3 separate regions of the Rattus norvegicus genome follow, and regions 2 and 3 are each linked to region 1. Evidence: chromatin contacts called from public Hi-C data. All regions are on one chromosome and are shown on one strand. The core of a region is the stretch at or near the end of the contact, and the rest is flanking DNA. Distances in the headings are between cores, read along the strand shown. Region 1 has its middle 50 kb from the start of Ebf2. Region 2 holds the start of Bnip3l (BCL2 interacting protein 3 like). Region 3 overlaps Ppp2r2a (protein phosphatase 2, regulatory subunit B, alpha).

What was found. Hi-C and Micro-C count contacts between places; a contact is called where the count stands out from the background.
Region 2: a Hi-C map of hepatocytes shows a contact between it and region 1, with 1.7 times the contacts expected there. The contact joins the promoter of Bnip3l here to the enhancer-like site in region 1. A contact is called at or near these places in 2 of 12 Hi-C or Micro-C datasets (hepatocytes and mammary epithelial cells).
Region 3: a contact with region 1 is called in a Hi-C map of liver, with 5 times the contacts expected there. The contact joins two enhancer-like sites. A contact is called at or near these places in 11 of 12 Hi-C or Micro-C datasets (the A7r5 cell line, the Rat2 cell line, Schwann cells and 6 more) and 1 of 1 datasets of contacts at active chromatin or transcription factors (oligodendrocytes).

Annotation. Positions count from the first base shown.
Region 1 is chr15:45,560,162-45,562,712 of GRCr8, reverse strand. No RefSeq gene overlaps it. Among named protein-coding and RNA genes, the nearest start is that of Ebf2, 50 kb to the left of the region's middle. Within about 2 kb of position 1,277, at least 91 of the 93 cell types and tissues checked have an H3K27ac peak or open chromatin away from gene starts, as enhancers often do. A contact at or near this core is called in hepatocytes and liver, where this site is marked.
Region 2 is chr15:45,371,925-45,374,475 of GRCr8, reverse strand. Bnip3l (BCL2 interacting protein 3 like) reads left to right here and starts at 1,263. Exons shown (of 6, transcript NM_080888.2): 1 at 1,263-1,365. The coding sequence starts at 1,269.
Region 3 is chr15:45,417,081-45,419,631 of GRCr8, reverse strand. The region is part of intron 2 of Ppp2r2a (protein phosphatase 2, regulatory subunit B, alpha); the gene reads left to right. Among named protein-coding and RNA genes, the nearest start is that of Ppp2r2a, 21 kb to the left of the region's middle. Within about 2 kb of position 1,276, at least 20 of the 93 cell types and tissues checked have an H3K27ac peak or open chromatin away from gene starts, as enhancers often do. A contact at or near this core is called in hepatocytes and liver, where this site is marked.

The DNA of each region.
Region 1 (2,551 bases), core at 28-2,527:
CAGCCCTGTTGCTTGAGATAGTTATAAGCGCAGACTGAGGTGTTTATATTTCACTATGACTCAAGCAGCAGGCACGGAGCTGCAGTGGTGGCAACTTTCCTATAAGCTGTCAACAAAAAAAAGGCCAAACACTATCTGCATGCACTCACCTCAAGAACCTAGAACCCACAAGCTCACAGAGACTGAAAGTAGATCAGAGGAAACTGGGCTACAGGGGGCATGATGGGAGTTCCTGATCATTGGCTGCACCATCCCTGTCTGGAGTCATGGAAAAGATTTGGAAGTGAACAGTAACGACGGTTGGGTAACATTCTGAATGCAATTAAAGCAAGCCAGCCACTGATCTCGTTCACTTCGAAATGGCTAAATGGATTTGTTGTAATAAAAGCTTCACCTGGCCACGGTGGTGAATGCAATACCAGTTCTTGTGAAAGGACTGAGGCAGGAGGATTACAAATTTCAGGTCAGCATGGGCCCCATAGCAAGAGACTAAGGGAAGGAAGGAAGGAAGGAAGGAAGGAAGGAAGGAAGGAAGGAAGGACCTTGCCAAAAAAAAAAAAAAACAAAACAAAAAAAAAACAAAACAAAACAAAACTCGTTTGGAAATAAAATGGAGCCGGTTCTAACTCTGGACTATACAAAGTAAGAGTCTGTCACAGAAAAAAAAAGGAGGGGTGGGGATGGTGGGAAGAAATGAAGTAAAGGACGGTGGGAGAGAGAGAAAGGAGGGACTTGCAGAATTTTTGTATGTTTATAAGTAGAATAGAGCTGGTCCTAGCTCTGAAAATTAATGCATGGCATTCACCTACATGATTCACCAGCGGGATATCTGATAACTTCCCAGGACAATTCTTTATGGTCCGGGACTATCCTACAGGATGTCCAGTATGGCGGGTCAGCGCCACTAAATGCAAGTAAGGCTCCCTTTATTACAAAAATGCCCAGGTTCAAGAAAACAGCTCCGCCCCTCTTGAGAGTTAGGAGGCAGGAAGTGAAGAGAGAGAGCCTAGGCGGCGCCTGGGTTCTGGCCAAGGGCGTGCCTGAAGCCCTCGGGGAGCATGGGGGCAGAGGGCTCCGTAAAGGAACCAGCAGAAATCCAGATTTCTGGTAAACGGATCTAGCTGAAGGATAGGGAGTTAAAGGGAAAGGAACGGGTGAACTAGCCGGTGAGGTTTAGTCCAGTTTTTATCCTTAACAGTCTCCAGTTCACGCCTGCAAAGCTCATTGCGTTCCCCTGCCAGACGGTGGAGCTAGAGAGCCTCGTACAGATCCCGGTCCTCTGGGTTCAGGTTTGAGGCAGGGCTGACTCAGCCCTCCACGGATGACACAGCAGGATCGCCGACTGTGACCTGCAAGCAACAGCTTCATTTATCGAATAATTAGCTAATTCTTTTTTTTTTTCATTTAACTTTAACGACCTATGACAGGTGGGGCGGTGGCATTGGAAGGTTCAGACAGCTCAAACAGAAATCAGTAAGATAAGTCAGGACCCTGTCACAGACTCCTAGGCAAGAAATTAAAAATCTCTTGCAATCTTCTAAGTGTCCCTAGGCAGCCTGCCCAGTGGGGCTGCGGCAGTCCCTCCCCTCCTCCTCCCTGCGGTTAGCTGGGACTTCTACTGGAGGAGGAACACAGTCACGCAGTGGCTCCGCCCACCTCCTAGCCAATCACTGCACAGCCCTCTCCCTCCTTCCTAGCACCTGATGGATATCGAAGCATTTAAGCCGGCCATCTCAAGGGTTTAAGAGCTTGGGAACAGTGGCTTCCACAGGACGCTCGAAGGTCCTGGTTGCAGCGTTTGTGATTCTAAAGCTGGCACTGTTAGGAAAATGGGATTGGCTGACAGGCCGGTGGATCTGGGTTGTTTACCTCCCGAGGCTCTGTGCTCACATCGCGGACACACACACACACACACACACACACACACACACACACACACACACGCCGGGACCAAAAGCCTCTAGTGTCACCTTTTCTACCTCTTCGGAGGTGGAGGCAAAAGGCCACCTGATGCCAGTGTCTTTTGGTGAACCATTCAACCGTCCCTTCCAGCACTTGCAGGACTCTGCTTTTCGGAGACCTGGCAGCTGCCAGGCGTCTCCGTGCCATGTATTAGATTCTGGGTGGCAGGAGCCAAGTCTATGCAGTCCATGCAACCTGAGCCCTTTCTGTACTGTAATCAATATGATGGTGAGTCCTCTGCACGAATAACCAGGGAAACTGCACCACCACCACCCATCCACCTCCATATACTTTCACAGCATCTCACTGGATCTGGACCACACCTGGCCAGGCAGGTGCCCTTGTTATGCCCATTTTATAGATAAGGAAATAGAAGCCTCGAGTCACCTGCCTGGAATGCAGCAGAACCACTCTGAGCAAATCCCTTCCAAAGGCAACCTCATTTGGTTCACGGTTTAAGAGGAGGTCAAGCACAGTGGGGAAGACACAGCCCCAGGAAGGTGAGACACCTGGTCATGTGTCCACAGTGAATGTGTTCTTTTTGAAGACACCGATTGAATTTCCAGGAGGAGAACTGATTATCAGGCTC
Region 2 (2,551 bases), core at 14-2,513, 190 kb after region 1:
CATAATTTCCAGGAAGTCCAGTATCAGAGCTATCTGATATTTCTGGCCTCAGAAGGCCCTTGGACACCAGCACACACATGCACAGAAATAAAAGTTAAAATTATAAATCTCAAATCATTGTGTGTGCATGTATTTATGATTTATAGGGGGCAAGTGCATGCCAAGGTGCATTTGTGGAGGTCAGAAGGCAACTTTGTTAGCTCTCGGTATACCATGAGTTCTGGGGAATGAACGAACTCAGTCTCTAGATTTACTTAACAAGCACCTTTACCGGCAGAACTATCTCACTGGCTAGTCCTAGATTTAATATTTTGGTGTGTGGGTATCTCAGACCATATTTTTTAAAAAGACAATTACATGAAAATTCAACATCTACAGATTGAAACAAAGTTAAAAGAAAAACATTCTCTGTACGAAAATCAGGTGGAGAAAACTTGACAAAGATACAATGTAGGAGTATTTAGGAATTAAGTAACAGAGTCAGCAACGTACAGGAGGTAGGGCATTAACAGAGACAGGTAACAACCAGGGTTTGGGTAAATCTGTGTGGGTTATTTTTTCCCCTTTTAATTTGTTTTTTAAGGCAAGGGCTCACAGGATAACAGGGAACTAGGGATCCTCCTGCTTCAGTCTCTGGAAGGGCTGAGATGACAGGTATGCACCACGCCCAGCCATTGATTTTTTTTTTAACAGTGATTGCGTGTTACTTTTGTAATTAAAATATTAGAAATTCCAACAATGTGATTAGCTCCAAGGTACCTCACACGGTATCCTGTGGGAGGCACAAATGGATGTTTCACCAGGGGAGGAACTGGGGTTTTCTGCTTCTTTAAAGCCTGGGGTGAGTCCTTACGTGGATGTTGCAGGCGTGGGAGGGGTTCCATTCACGCCCGGAGCTTCCGGGCTGCACACTCCTTCCCATTCTCAATCCAGTGTCAACTTCCTAGCTCAGCCCTTCCGGCTATTGCGACTGACTCGCAGGAATTCGTTCCTGGCGCCCGAGTCAGCGCGACTTCCGCACCCGCAAGTCCGGAGGAGCTGGCGAATGCCCCGCCTCAACTCGGCCTGGTCACGCCCCCTCACCCCCGCTCAGACCCTATAGTCCGGCTGCCTGTGTTGTCATCACGTGGCCCGGGAAGGTTCTGACGTCACGCTGGGAGGGAGTGCGCAGGCGCAGAAAAGGGGGCGGGGGGACTCGACTTGTTGTGTTGCTGCCCGAGAGCCGGATACTGTCGTCCTGCGGCCGTGCCGCTTCCAGCCTCCCGACCATGTCTCACTTAGTCGAGCCGCCGCCGCCCCTGCACAACAACAACAACAACTGCGAGGAAGGGGAGCAGTCCCTGCCGCCGCCCGCTGGCCTCAACAGTGAGCACGGGGCCGCCGGGCTCAGCGGAGGGATGGGGGAGGAGCCGCTGCCGCCGTGCGGTGGGGGGAAAAGGGGGGCGGGAGCAGACGGCAGCTCATTGGTTTGGGTCGAGGTTGCGGCATGTGAGTGACAGCGACGCCCTCCGGTCAGGAGCAGGCGCTCGGGGCTGGCTCTTGGCCTGCGCTCTGGGCACAGAGGTTTAGGGTCGCGGTGGGCGTCTGGAGCCGGCGGCGCACGCAGCTGTGGGCGGCAAGCTGGAGCTGGCCAGCCGAGGGGGGCATGGGACGTGCGGCGGGGACACCCGGAGATGGATGCGACTGGCCGGGCGTGGCGGGTGGACGTGCCGCCCCGCAGGTGTGCGTGCTGGGCTTGCCTCCTACCGCACTCCAGTCCAGGGGTCATCGGAGTTTCTTTCAGGGTGCTTGCTCCGCCTCTGACATTTACCTTTTTCTTTTCTTTCTTTCTTTTTCTTTTTTTTTTTTTTGTCTGAAAAATTCCCAAGTTCCTCATGTGAGTTTTTTGTTGCTGTTAACCTTGAACTCATATTTTACTGCTTTTTCTTTTTTTGTCTTATGTAGCCCAGGCAGGGCTTGCACTTGTGTTGCTGAGTCTGACCTGATCCTACCTGCTTTCCACTTTGCCAAGTTCTGGGGTGACAGGCGGCTAACATACTAGTGTCTTTAAACGTGCTGTTTCTTATGTTAAATGGATTGAGTGTCCAGCACATGCCCTGAGATCACATCCCTTTCGACCAAATCTGCAGTGGACTTCAGAAAATACAGTAAATAGCACAACAGACACAGGGCACAGGTATTGGCAATTGAAAGTTGATGGTAAGGATAGAGTTGCAGTCAAACAGACATCTTGTCCCCAGAGTGTCCACTGTTGTGAGATCACCCTGCCTTCTTGCCCAATCTTTCTGTTTGGATTTCATATCTTAATGAAAGAGGTAGTGGGTGGTGGTAGTCGACACAGGGCCAGATAAAGTTCTTTAAAAGCCATTTGCATGCTTAAAGGTCAGGCAGTGTCTTTCATAAGAGGGGTTGCTTCCAGGGTGGCCAAAAACGACTTAGTGAAGACCTGTTACTGAGCCTAGAGGATGGCTGCAAGAGCATTTGGTATTGTAACCGGGTGTGGTGGCTCTTGGCCGCCATTCCAGCTCTAGGGAAGTGGAGTAAGCCTGGG
Region 3 (2,551 bases), core at 27-2,526, 140 kb after region 1:
TCCACAGGGTTCTGCCTTTACCTTCCTTGTCTGTATTTGTATCTTTTGTAGAAATGCCTAAAGGAGCCCTATACTGTCTTTTGTTAGACCGTAAACATAGAATCTGCATCTTTGGTAATGGCTATCTTTAGGAAGGTGAGGCCTGAGGTAAAGGACTTGTATATTCTGTAGGGAAGCTTTTTAGTTATTTAACCCTAACTAAATATTTTGTTTTGTGAGCTAGAATACACTTGGTAATTTAAGATTTGCTCTCAAGTATTTACACATTGCACAGCACTAGGTACACCTATCACAGCGTGGTGTTGTGGGGACCTCTGCTCAGCAGTGATGACTATGCACCCTGCTGAGTAGTTCTGCCTATCTCTGCCTCCCTTTGTGACTATAGTTACTGTTGAAGAGTAACTGAGCTTACTGAGTTTTGTAATTTGCAATGTTAGAATTCAGTTACAGGGGCTAGAGTGGTTCCGAGCATGGACCAGTGTTGGATTCTCACCAGTTACCAGCAGTGCAGCATGCGACAATCTAACTCCAGTCCCAGGGATCTGACTCCCTTCTGGCCTCCATGTAACTCCATACATGCAGTATACAGACATACATGTAGGCAACACATACACAGACAGGGTTTCTCTGTAGCTCTGGCTCACAAACTTTTTAAAATTAAAAAAACAGCAATAAAGCTGCTAAGAAGTGGAGATTGTAGTGCAGTAGGATTGCTGCAAAGTTCAAGGCTACTGTTGGTTATATGATAAATTAGTTGACTACCAGGCCAGCCAGGGCTATATACTAAAACTCTGTCTCAGGAAATAGTTTATTACTATTTAAACGTATTGCTAAGTTTAAATTGCTTTGTGGAGTTTTTGTGACAGTTTATGTGGTCTAGGCTGCTTGTGACTTGTAATTCTCTTCCCTTAGACCAATGATAGTAGGGTTATACATGTATGTTACCACACCTGGCCTAAACTAGTGTTTTGAATTGACTTTGTTGACACTGAAGTTTTAGAATTCAGCAGTTAGTAAAATTACCATAGAAGAAAATACCCTGGGAATTACTGATATAGGTGAAAACATTGTTTTCTTCAAAAGTAGAATTAGACTAATTAGGTAGAAAAACTAATACACATTTCCTATCACTTTTTATCAAAACAGGCTTTGAAAGAACGTGCAAAGTACCTTATTTAAGCAATAGCAGAATTGACTTGTGGTAGTGAATTGTGATCTAAACCCATGTGTTAAAACAAACAGACATTCTGAAATGTCCAACAAGCATAATAGGGAGAGTTCAGTATCCTTGGAAACCCTGGAAGAGTGCCCTAACTAAGCTGTGAGAAGCACTTGGCAGGTACAAACTAGTAGCTGGAAAAAATGACATTGCTGACTGTTTTAGTGTTTGTTTACAGGGTTGAGAACCCCCTGGAGAGTAAGAGAAGGGACCTGTATTCATTGGCCTGAGTAGAAATGACAGTGGACTATAGGATAATGGCTAGATTAATGAGTATTTTGTATTTTGAAACAGGGATTAAAAATCAAATAGCCTGAGATCTGGGACTGTAACTAAATGGTAGAATGTCTGCCTCATAGGTCTGGGGAGGACCTGTGTTAGGTGCTCTTAAACAGCGGCAACACATACACAAACCTGGGCACACTGGGGGTCGGGGAGGCAGGGAGGCAGCTAGGGCTGGAGGAGAGAATCTTACTTAACCTTGAAGCTCAAAGATGAAACTTAACTGCTCTAGGCAGTTCCCTCTTTAAGTTGTAGCGTTGCTACCTGGCCATGAAGTTCTTAACTGTTTTTGTATGCTGACCAAGGAGCTGTAGTAGGCATCCTCTAAGATGCCTCCAATGGGTACTGCCCTCTGGTGTTCTGGTCTTTTTGTAAGTTTCTCACTTGAATATGACAGGCCTAGCAACTGGCTCTTACAAGCATGATGGAAGTGATGACATACACTTACAGATGAGGCAACCCAAAGGGTTTAGGCTGCTCCCTTTCATTTTCCTGACCTGCTACCATGATTGTGAACTTTGCTTGAATCCATGTGGCAGAGAACTGCTATCTCAGGTAAGCATCCAGGAAAACTGATGCCTGACAGCAGACATGGGAGTGAGTCTGTAGTTGATACCTACATAATTTTCCTCTGGAGGGAGCATCCTCTCATCTAACAACCAAAAAAATAAGGCCACAGGAAACAATAGTTTTTATTTTGAAGATACTAATCCAGTGGTGTTACACAGAAAATCTCCATGTTACCAAGTCTAAAATTAAGGCCCCATTGCTCATATCTTTCTAAGTTCTTTTAAATGTAGCTTATCACTACTGCTTTTCCAAAACACTGTCTGCTTAGCTTGTGGAAAAACATTCCACCTTACCAGCAGCCCCCTTGTCCAGTCATCTCTTCATGTGGTTCCTGCTCAGCTGCCAAGGATAGGAGAGCCTTAAGGCTCTTAACCCACAATCCTGGTTTTCTTTGCCTATCCCACAAGAAAATCACCTTGAAGTGTCACATGACTTTAAGTGCCCTCTGTAAACTACTGCCAAATCTGTCTAGCTGCCGAT